Linked DNA regions of Zea mays: region 2 is linked to region 1. A link is a contact called in public Hi-C data. All regions are on one chromosome and are shown on one strand. Each heading gives the region's core, a stretch centred on a gene start, on an enhancer-like site or on the middle of the called end of the contact. The rest is flanking DNA. Distances are from core to core; before and after follow the strand shown. Region 1 overlaps LOC100383446 (Coatomer subunit beta). Region 2 overlaps LOC100281620 (sialin).

Region 1 (5,352 bases), core at 1,471-3,970:
TCATCAACAGAGACGGGGGTTATATTTGGCAACATAGTTTACGAGACTTCAAATGTGATGGAACGATCAGTGGTTGTCCTAAATGATATTCACATCGACATCATGGATTACATCTCACCTGCTACGTGTGCAGATGTTACTTTCCGGAACATGTGGGCAGAATTTGAATGGGAAAATAAGGTAATATGCTTCTCTGTACATTGCAGTTGTGAAGTATCCTTAAACTGTAGTCTCCTTTATGATCAGTGTTATTCTAGCATGTAAGGTTTAAATAACGGGTTAAGACATTTAACGGGGCCTTCTCCAGGAACTATAAAATGCTATAGCAGTAGCAGGATATAGCAAAACTATTTCATTTAATGGGTTTATAGAAAATTTGAAATTTTTTATTTAATTATGCATGGAAACATTTAACCAAGTAAAATTTCTTGAACGTGAATACTCAACCACATGTATAGGGTTGTAGGATAACATGTCTCCACATCTATTGCTTAACATTTATCAAGTGAATCAAAGTTCAATATGTTCATATTTATTCACATTCATTATCCAACATTTCGATAATTCTACAAGGGCGTATTACATTGTTTATTAAGGAACATAATGGGGAGATATATATTATAGTCTTATGAAGTAAGGAATGAGTAGTTGCCTTGATTAGGATTGACTGTGCTAAATAGGTCAAATAGTAGTTTTTGGCCTAGCTAAAGCGTCACTAGCGATGATAGTGGAATGACTGGTAATGTTGTAGCGGTAAACTGTATGAAAAATCTGTAGTGGTCTATTTAGAGCCATTTATAAAACCGATTCCAACTTCTATAAACTATTATCCCCATGATTTATGCAGTAGTTAGCATTACTTGGTCTATATTATTGATGCTAGTCTGCTGCTACATACCATGGGACCATATATCTATGCAGTAGTTAGCATTGCTTGATATATATTATTGCTGTTAGTCTACTGCTACCTGTTACCTTGTAGAAAAGCTGTCAGCAATTGTGGAGTAACTAAAGTTTTTTTTAGTGTTTGGTTTCTCCAGTCATTTTTCATGCAAAACAAACAGCATTAGTTTCTTTTATTCAAGTGGATGAGAGAAAAAAATGTTTTAGTTTGAAATCTTTTCTGTTTTTATCAAAATGTTCTTGGGAAGATATCTCTGTGAACAGCCACATATGATTGTTGCTCCATATTTTTGTGCACCATGTTGAATTTGATATATTCAGTTGCTGTGTATTGGTATTGACCTGCCCTGTTGAATCTGTATTTCATTATTATTTTTTTCTGCCATGCTCCTTTCTGTTATGTCTGGTTAAACCTTATTTGTGATTGGTTTCACTTCTTTTGCTAAGATTATTGTTTCTTGTTTATCAGGTGGCTGTGAATACTGTGATTCAGGATGAGAAGGAATTCTTGAATCACATTATCAAGTCAACGAACATGAAATGTCTGACACCACCGTAAGTCATTCAAAAAAACTGGCCATTCATGTTGATCTGCGGATGAATTTATTACTTCACTATATTGTTAATTTTATCTATATTAGCTTAGGCATGTAGATCTGTGTTCATTCTTGAACCCATAACCATGAATATGACTAGTAACTAGTTAACTCATGCATGTCAGAGTGCATATGAAAATTTCCAGAGGTTAGATTCTTCAACTACTGTCCTGAAATTCGCAGGCTAGTCTAGTACCAATCTAGTTTTATTTCAACGCAATGATAGTTTTATTTCCCCAAATTAGCTAGGGATGGACTTTATGTTTTTGTGCAATTAGATGATGAATGAATTAATTTAGTTAACTAAAATTGGTATAAGTTTTGCCTTCTAGACTTGAGGGGATGGACATGGTGTATTGGGTGAATTTCTGTCGAAATATTTGCTTGTCCTCTGAAGTTGTAACCCTTCTTCATTCGTCACCAGGTCTGCACTGGATGGGGAATGTGGTTTCCTTGCTGCTAACCTTTATGCAAAGAGTGTGTTTGGCGAGGACGCTTTGGTGAACATCAGCATTGAGAAGCAACATGACGGCAAGCTCAGTGGCTACATTCGAATAAGGAGCAAGACCCAGGGAATTGCACTCAGCTTAGGGGACAAGATCACTCTCAAGCAGAAAGGTGGCAGTTAACTGTGACAAGTAATCGCAGTTGTATCATCATTTTTCGCATTTAGGAAATCCACGTGCCAGAGAGAGACCAGTGCCGTGGCATTGAACTGAGTATAAATGCTTTTTTGTACAAAAGGATCGATCAAGGAGAGAGATAAGAGGACAGTTATGAGGAAGTCACGAAGTTGTCGGTCGAAGATATATGTTGCTGTAGTAACGAAGCTGTTCCAAACTTCCTTGAAATAGTTGTGAAGTTTATGTTGATTTCTCGACAGGTAGTTCAATTGTGATCTTGTACTACTATTATGAATCCCTCTTGTTTTAATGTTTTATTTGCCTTTATTTTAGTTGTCTGGACTTGGAAACAGAAGCTTGGAGGCGGTGTTGTCACGTTATTTTTGTAGAGATGAATTGGAGCTCATTTTCTGTTGCATATAGATTTGCCAATTGTGTTAGGGTACTTTTATGGTGTTTATTTAAGAAATGAGGTAGTCCATTATCTTTTTACTCAGTTTCTTTGGTTTGTGGAATAAATTGACGATGAGACCCCCTAGAACTTCTTCCCTACTACTACATTACTAGGGCCTAGGCAGTGATCATGATATGGTTGATTGCGTGGTGACGTCTGACACTGCATGCGTTTATTCAAAGGAAGCAGGCGGCAGGCATGCTGTGCAGGCGCAGCCGCCAAAAATATAATAAGGGAGAAAAAGGCAGCCGGGTTATTGATGAAAGCCGAAAGACACGCAAGATTTAGAATACGTGTCACCCCTCGGCGCAATTCGAGCCACATTTCTTGGCCTGTAGACAAAACCCCTGCCACCATTCCCGCTTGAAAAGCCCGGCAAATCTGCGCGAGTTTTGGCGATTGCATTCCGGCGGGAATTTCTCTAGATTCATATTCGTATACTGTACACAACAGATGGCAGCAGAGAGCTTGCCCAAGCAGCAAGTCGCGTAGCTCCATCGCAAATGCAAGAGGTACTCTTTGCATTCCTCATCGTTCCCTGGTCAGAGCCTCAAGGTCTCTGTGGGACTAGAGTTGCAATCATTGGATGCATGCATTGCATTCCAATGCAATGCAAATGGATTATATTGCGGTCAAAATCGAGGCCACTTCCCACCATTTCTTGCTGCTACACCTCCCTCCGCTCCTCCCTCTCCCTCTCTCTATATATATAGACAGATAGAGATAGAGAGGCATACAAGTGAAGTGAGCCAGTCACAAACAATTCCAGTTCCATTACATCCCGCGCCGCGCCACGCCAAGCCAAACCAAAACAACGTTTGCAGGACGCGGACAGCGGACATGGAAGACCTCGCCGCCTCGCTCACGCCTTACCCGCACAGCGCGCCGCTCTACCTGCTCTACGACGCCACTAGTATCGCCAACGCCAGCCGCGGGCTAGCGCCGCCGCCGCTCCTGGGCGACGGCGACGACGACGACGGCGGCTTCGAGTTCGCCACGACGACGACGCTTCTTAACGGCGGCGGCGCGGCGCTGCGCGCGTGCGCCAGCGACGTGTCGGCGGCGGCCTTCGCGGGCGAGCTGTTCCCGCTGAGCCTGCCGCCGCGGCTGCAGCGGCGGCCCGCGCGCTCGGCGGGGGCCTCGGCCGCGACGTCGCCCACGCCGTCGGCCGCGGCGCTGCAGGCCGGATGCAGGAAGCACAGGGGCTTCGACCCGTTCGCGGCGGCGCTGGAGAAGGTGCGCAGCGACGGCGGCGCGCCGCGCGCGAGGTCGCTCTCTCCGCCGCCGCTGCCGCTGCGTGGCGCTGCAGCACAAACGGACAGCAGCGAGTCGCGCGCCGCGGCGAGGAAGGGCGGCCGCGGTATCAGGCACCTGCTGTGCAGGGCCTTGATGGCCAGCACCGCTGCGGCGCCCAAGGCCCTGTGGCCGCGTAGGAAAGACGGCGGCGTGTCTTACCGTACAGGTCTGCTGGTCTGCCTCGGATATGGCGTGTGATCGAGTGGGAGGAGCCGCCGCCGCGTCCGTCGTGCGTGCCTCTGCCTCTACGGTCTCTCGGCTTGGAAATCTCTCCGCCCACCTTTAGTTGTCAGGAAGGACTACAACATAGCGCATAAAAATGTAATATTTGGATGGTTTGTGACAAAGCATGTGATCGCTATCAAAATCTTGTGCCATATGCTGCATTTGTTTTTGCGACGAGGATGGGACGGAATGGCTTTGCGCGGATTTGATTTTAGTGGACGGTCGTTTTCGTTTGCTTGAGAGGACAGAGCTATGTTAGCTATCAGGATCTTAGCTACTAGTTTTCTAAAAACTAGAACCATAGGTGCTCCGTTAACTCATACCGACTACATGTTTTCTAAAAACGCTAGGTGAAATCAAATCCTTTTAGTGAGCAGATCCATAAATATTTGCTCCATATTTATGTGCTCAAGTTTAGTTATTTGATCCTAGACTTTCTCCTTTACAATATAATACTTAATTTCATTATTTTTTGGTAGTGGTGCTTGGCTTACTGTTATAGAAGTAAAATACTACTAGTTTATTATCACATTATAACTTTAGTAGTTTATTATGTTGTTTGCCACTTTTAAACTGGGTACAAATTTCTGTAGTTGCATAGCCTGTCCCATGACCTTATAATATGCAACAAACTCTCCATACATTGCCGCTGATGCAGTCATAGTTTGTTTTGAGCTTTTCCATGATATTGTTCCTCCTATAGTCTAAATATGTAATTTAGACTTTTTATATTCTTCATACTACATAATCTAAATCTGGGTATCCTATAATCTCAACGATACACGATTTTCTATATGTTAACATGATGCCTTTTGTACCTTACAAACATCACAAGTCTTTCTTAATAGATTTCTAGTGTTTTATCCTTAGATTCTTCTAAAACATGCCGAGCATCCCGGTTATGAATGCCGAGTCATGGTAAGTACATATTTGAGCATACATCATTCTTCTAACAGTTGAAGAGTATGGTGCTGATTTCATTCGATTGATCACATATTGGTTCCTAGGGCCCAGATCATTCCCCAACTTACCTCCCTTAACTACTGGAGCAGGTCTGCAATTACACACATACCGAGTTCATGAAACTCAATCATCTATGATGATTATCCCAACATGAGCACCAATCTGAAGCTAAGTTGAACATAGACTTGACTTATACCTGATTCGAGTTTCATCCATACATTAATACAACTGGAATATTCATATTATATAATGATACCAAGTGTGCCAATAAAGTTTTACAATGTTCCACTTA
Region 2 (5,415 bases), core at 386-2,885, 300 kb after region 1:
AGTTTTTGAAGATCCAACAGAGCTGCCTCCTAGTAGGGAATGTGATCACACAATTCCCCTCATACCGGGTGCACAACCAATTTCAGTCAAACCATATCGGTATCCCCCCAAACTCAAAGACGAAATTGAGAAGCAAGTCGAGGAGATGCTGCATCAAGGGGTGATTCAAAAGAGTACTAGTGCTTTTGCCTCGCCAGTATTATTGGTCAAGAAAAAAGACAACACTTGGAGATTCTGTGTGGATTACCGCTATTTGAATGCCTTGACAGTTAAGAGCAAGTATCCAGTTCCGGTTTTTGATCAGTTCATGGATGAATTAACTCATGCTAAATGGTTTAGCAAGTTGGATCTCAAAGCGGGATACCACCAAATCCGGTTGCAAGTTGGCGAGGAACATAAAACAGCTTTTCAAACTCATATGGGACATTTTGAATTTCGTGTCATGGCTTTCGGTTTTTGCAGTGGGTGAGTGGGTGTATCTCAAGCTTCAACCCTATATCCAGTCATCAGTCGCCACTCGATCTAACAACAAACTGTGTTTCAAGTTTTTCGGCCCATTTCAGATTCTGGAACGCGTGGACAGTGTGGCATATCGCCTTCAGTTGCCAGTGGGCAGTTCAATTCATCCTGTTTTCCATGTTTCCCAGCTGAAACGTGCTGTTGGTCGGGATGCTACGCTCATTCCTCAGTTACCGCAGGATGTTGCTCCTGTGCAGGTTCCTATGAAGTTGCTGCAACGTCGTATGGTGGAGCGTGGCGGTACACTGATCGCTCAAGTAAAAGTGGCTTGGTCCGGCATGGCGGACGAACTGGCGACATGGGAGGATGCCGACGCATTGAAAGCTCAGTTCCCGGATGCTCCAGCTTGGGGACAAGTTGTGTCTGAAGGTGGGGGGAATGTTAGCAGCAACCAGAGGAGGCACGCTGTGGACGCCAAAAAGAGAAGTGTTGAGGAGAAGAAGCATGGCGGGAGGCCGGAAATGCTGAAGCGCCAAAGGAAGCCAAACTCCAGAGTAATTGGGCCACAGTGGGTCAAGTGATCCGGCCTTGTAATCGAATGGTAGCCCAAGTAAGAACGAGAGGAAGCAGTCGACGTATATAAACACCTGGATACGGTGCCTGGAAAACCTAAGAAGAAATTAAACAAACACCTTACCTGCCGTATCTCTCTGTTCTTCCTCTTCCGTTTGCCCCTCTCTGCTTCTTCCCCACGCCAGCTGCTAACACAAAACGGCTCTTCCATTCCTCTGTGTTTCACTCCCAGTTGCCAGCTCCCGGCTCTACCTCGTCGGTAATGGATCCTCCACCGTCGGACCCGACGTTGTTTGTCCAACCCCACGAGTTCGTCGCCAACCTCCATGGTGAACTCCACAGAGCAGGCAGTGGGCGGCTGGCCGCAGTAGCACGCGTCGCGGCTTGCTATTCGCGCATCTTGTTGCTCTCGTATGTCGAGCGTCATCAGCCAACCTGGTGTGCGCCGTCCATCTTGTTCCTACTTCCTCCAAAGAAAGAAACCGAAGAAGGATGCGAGTAGCACAAATGCGATTGGGATGGTGGCGGTGTAGATGGCCGCGGCCCGCGGGGCTGGACTTGGACGGCGTGGGGAAGGGGACAAGAGGCCAAGTCCAAGAGCGCAGGTGGCGGTGGTTTGGTAGGTGGGGCCGGCCGACGGAGTTGGAGATGTCAGCGGCGTAGAGGACAGAGGTAGAAGGAGGAGCCCGACTTGTTATCGTTGGCCACAGTGCTGGTGAGGTGCACGATGGTGGCGATGTCGGCGCTGTAACAGAGCGCGCAGGTCGCCTGTGAGGCGAGGTCGGGGCCGCAGGCCTGCAGGAAGAGTTGAGGGACTGGGCGGACCAACGGAGTCGTTCCCGACGGCGGCCACGAACTCCGTAGCGGTGGAGACGCCTGCGCAGTAGGACGAGGTGATGACAAACTGGCTGAGGTCCGGCCGTCCGGGCGGGAAGGATTCCGCCATCAAGGAGGAACCTAAGAGGCTCGCTGGCGCTGTGGAGATGAGGTTCGTGAAGCTCTCAATGCAGGCCGTAGAGAGGCCGCCACGGACAAGAGGCGAAAGTCTGCTGCAGGCCTTGAGGCCTTCGCGGAGCCAGAGCCGCCGACGTCCTCCTCCTTGTCATCGGAGGACACCGGCCTCCCAGAGTCCCAGTAGCCCCGGCCTGCTGCCATGCCTGCCCAGTGCAGCAGCAAACCGTCGAGCACCTTGCGCGGCAAGTCCGGCGTGGAGTAACGGGGTGTTCTTCAACGGTATCTTAGGGGCACCTTCGTCCTCTCTGGCAATGTCAACGAGCAGATACGGTTGATGGCTGTTTAGAGCAGTTAAAAATTACGAGGATAGCAAAAGAACAAAGAGACGACTCCGCTCTCTTTCGGCCGGTGGTCGACGACGCTTGGACCGGCTTGCCTTTTCACCTTTCTCTGTTCCATCTTCCTCTCTGTGTCCGGCGACTGGTGCACGACCGGCTTCGGCCACTGTCTCTGTCTGCACCATGACCGGTTCCTGACATTTGTGTGAACGAAACTGACCACTCATGCTATAATATTTCAACAAAAAAATGTGATTAAAATTAACATAAAATTAGTGTCTATTAACATGCAATTAGTATCTGTTAAATAATTTTACCACAGAATTAGTATTTGTTAATAGATTTTTCATTTATTTGACATTTTTTTAACTCAGGCAACAAATATTCGTGTAAGAAAGCAAACAACATCTCACTTGAGAACCAGGTTGGACACGTAGTGACAACCAAACACCATATGTTACATGCAACAAGTTGAACCCAAGCTCACAGATACAAGCCTGACTCAGTCATACAAGCAACCAAACGCCCCTTATTGGGTGAACTGTACTACATCTTTAAGCAACTCAATTCCTACGGTCAAACTCAAACATTTGAGGTTGAACTTCACTTCATCTTTAAAGAAATACCAAACAACGATACAGATATTGTAACAATTTGGCATATAGTTTGAAAACTTAAATTTCCTCCGCGATGTCCTGAGATTGAGGGAAAAAATAGCTTAATTTTTTTCCTTAATCATCAGGAATCCAGATAGGATTTAAGTTTTCAAACTACCCCTAAAGACTCAGTCCGCAAATGGATAAATATTCACCAAATGTTTGCATTAGTAGTACCCCCATCCCCAGGTTTCCTTGTTTTTATCTACGTCGGGCTGTTACAGGAACAAACTATTCAAGAGGGAAAAATTGTACAAGTAAAAAAAAAACTACTCTGTATGACGAATCTTTCTACCATGCTGTACATGATACCTATGCTCAACACAATATACAGTGGCATGCTCGGAACGGGTGCATCGCTCAACTCATCCATAATTCCATATGCTTCAAATCGTCTCTACCAGAGCAACATCACAACCAGGCAATTTAATATCCGGGATGTTAAGGTTGATACTTCTCGTGCTGCGCGATGACACATTTGTTATCTTGAAGTGTATTATGTCCAGGGGTCAAGTTGTCGATCCGAAATGAGTTTGTCACTACGAACTGTAAGCATACTGTGTACATACACCCTTCAATCAAGAATCTTCTCGCCAGTTGAGAATACATTCCATACCAAAGTCCCTACCAGATAAAGCACTACTGATAACTCGAATACGTTGTCCCAAGAACCTGCATTTTTTAGGTGGAGTTCATCAAGCGAGTTGGGTTTTAAAAATTGGTTGCTAGTGTGCAAGGTACGAGAGTGATATTAGGACATACCATGCTGCAAGATGTATCCTGTTGCTGCTGTGCCAAATACACCCGCTAAGACCCCAGCCGTGTTGGAAAGACCAAGCAGTACACCCTGAAACGACAGGAGACCGACGGTTAGTACCTCATGGATTCAGTTACATCTAGGGTAAAGTCCATTTTTCAACCTTCAACTATCAGGGTAGTCAGGAGTAAATTGATATCCTTGGTACAATTTTAGATATTCATTGTCAGGAGTAAAAAAAGATTTTACACAGGATAAATATAAATGCATTTTCAAACAAAAAAATAATAAGTGTTTTTTTTCCACATGTGACACAATTCTATTAAAGTGACATCCAGTTTTCAACTCCAACTATCATGGAAGTTCATATTTTTCAACCTTCATGTCTGAAACTAGCTGACGTGTCAAGTGGGATGAAAAGCAGGGTGGAATTGAAATCGGATTGTGTTCTGCCTGGTTTCAAGAGTTGGGAGTATCCAGTGTCTAGTTTTGTAGTTTAGTGTTTGAAATCAGACTACCGTCGTATTTGAAGGTTGAAATTGGACTTTACCCATATGTTTAAGGTTCCAGAATTTTGCACACAAGAATAATGAGGTTATAAGTTTTGCATGACATAAGACGTTCTATAGAACATGGAGGAAGAGATTACTGCATATCGAGGGCCTATATCTTGATGGTTTGAGTATAGACCAGACTGCGAAAATGCATCAGTTCCCTGCCATTGGAAAAACATAATGCAATCAACATGTTCTGTTCAGAACACAATGGTAAATCTTAAAGAAAGGTTGTTATATGAAACTGTGTTGTTCTCTCGCCCTAAAGAAAATGCCAAGATGAATAATTACCTGGCTACAAGCCATGCACAACACCGCCATGGCAGGCGAATTAACATGGCTTAGTTGAGTAAGAAAAAATGCTGGCCCCAAGAATCCGATTGATTGCATGATCTGTCAAACATGAAAATACATATGACATAGTGGAAAGAGAAATCTATGCGTGAGAAAATGAAATTTCATCAGGCCACTGGATGAAATTTCATCACTCAGAATGCATAGTGACTACTCACTTTATTCATCATACAGTTTCAGTTTGATGGTTCCATGTGGAGTGTAAATTCAGGATTTTTCTAAAATCTGGTGCCTAATTTTATGAAGTTGGCGACAAGGGAACACTTTACCTTACGAACAGTTGTCACAGATACTCCTCTGCTGACAAGTGTGTCTGCAATCCAACCACCAACATTTGCAGAAACCGCCATGGTGAACCAGGGAAGAACACAGATAAGGCCAGATTCCATGAGGTTGAATTTCAGAACCTATTTTCAAAGCAACTTTTTAATGCACGAATGGTAAAAGTTCATGATATCCAGGTTGAAAGTTTGATGTTTAGTGTTACCTGATTGTAGTATGTGGGCATCCATGTGAGCAAAATGAAAGTTCCCCAGTTATGGCAGAAATGAGAAACTATAAGTGCCCAAACAGGTGGTTTTGATAGTATTAATCTCCATGGAATTGTTTTAACAGGTTCGCCTGCTGTGCTCTGACTAGCAATAAGCTTCTTTTCTGCAGCGCTGATTCCAGGATCTTCAAGTGGGGAACTATATGCCTTGAAAAGAAAAGTGCAATAAAATTCAAAGATAATACAATGAGACCAGGGGACAATATTTGCACCACTGGAA

Evidence for each region. Hi-C and Micro-C count contacts between places; a contact is called where the count stands out from the background.
Region 2: a contact with region 1 is called in a Hi-C map of tassel, with 4 times the contacts expected there. The contact joins two enhancer-like sites. A contact is called at or near these places in 2 of 25 Hi-C or Micro-C datasets (ear and tassel).

The regions. Positions count from the first base shown.
Region 1 is chr8:1,752,636-1,757,987 of Zm-B73-REFERENCE-NAM-5.0, forward strand. LOC100383446 (Coatomer subunit beta) reads left to right here. Exons shown (of 4, transcript NM_001176096.2): 2 at 1-180; 3 at 1,373-1,458; 4 at 1,924-2,552. The coding sequence ends at 2,128. Among protein-coding and RNA genes, the nearest start is that of LOC100383446, 6.1 kb to the left of the region's middle. Within about 2 kb of position 2,721, at least 13 of the 20 cell types and tissues checked have an H3K27ac peak or open chromatin away from gene starts, as enhancers often do. A contact at or near this core is called in tassel, where this site is marked.
Region 2 is chr8:2,049,561-2,054,975 of Zm-B73-REFERENCE-NAM-5.0, forward strand. It overlaps LOC100281620 (sialin), which reads right to left. Exons shown (of 10, transcript NM_001370725.1): 5 at 5,133-5,342; 6 at 4,915-5,052; 7 at 4,583-4,684; 8 at 4,387-4,452; 9 at 3,743-3,827; 10 at 3,129-3,652. The coding sequence ends at 3,555. Among protein-coding and RNA genes, the nearest start is that of LOC100281620, 4.7 kb to the right of the region's middle. Within about 2 kb of position 1,636, at least 12 of the 20 cell types and tissues checked have an H3K27ac peak or open chromatin away from gene starts, as enhancers often do. A contact at or near this core is called in tassel, where this site is marked.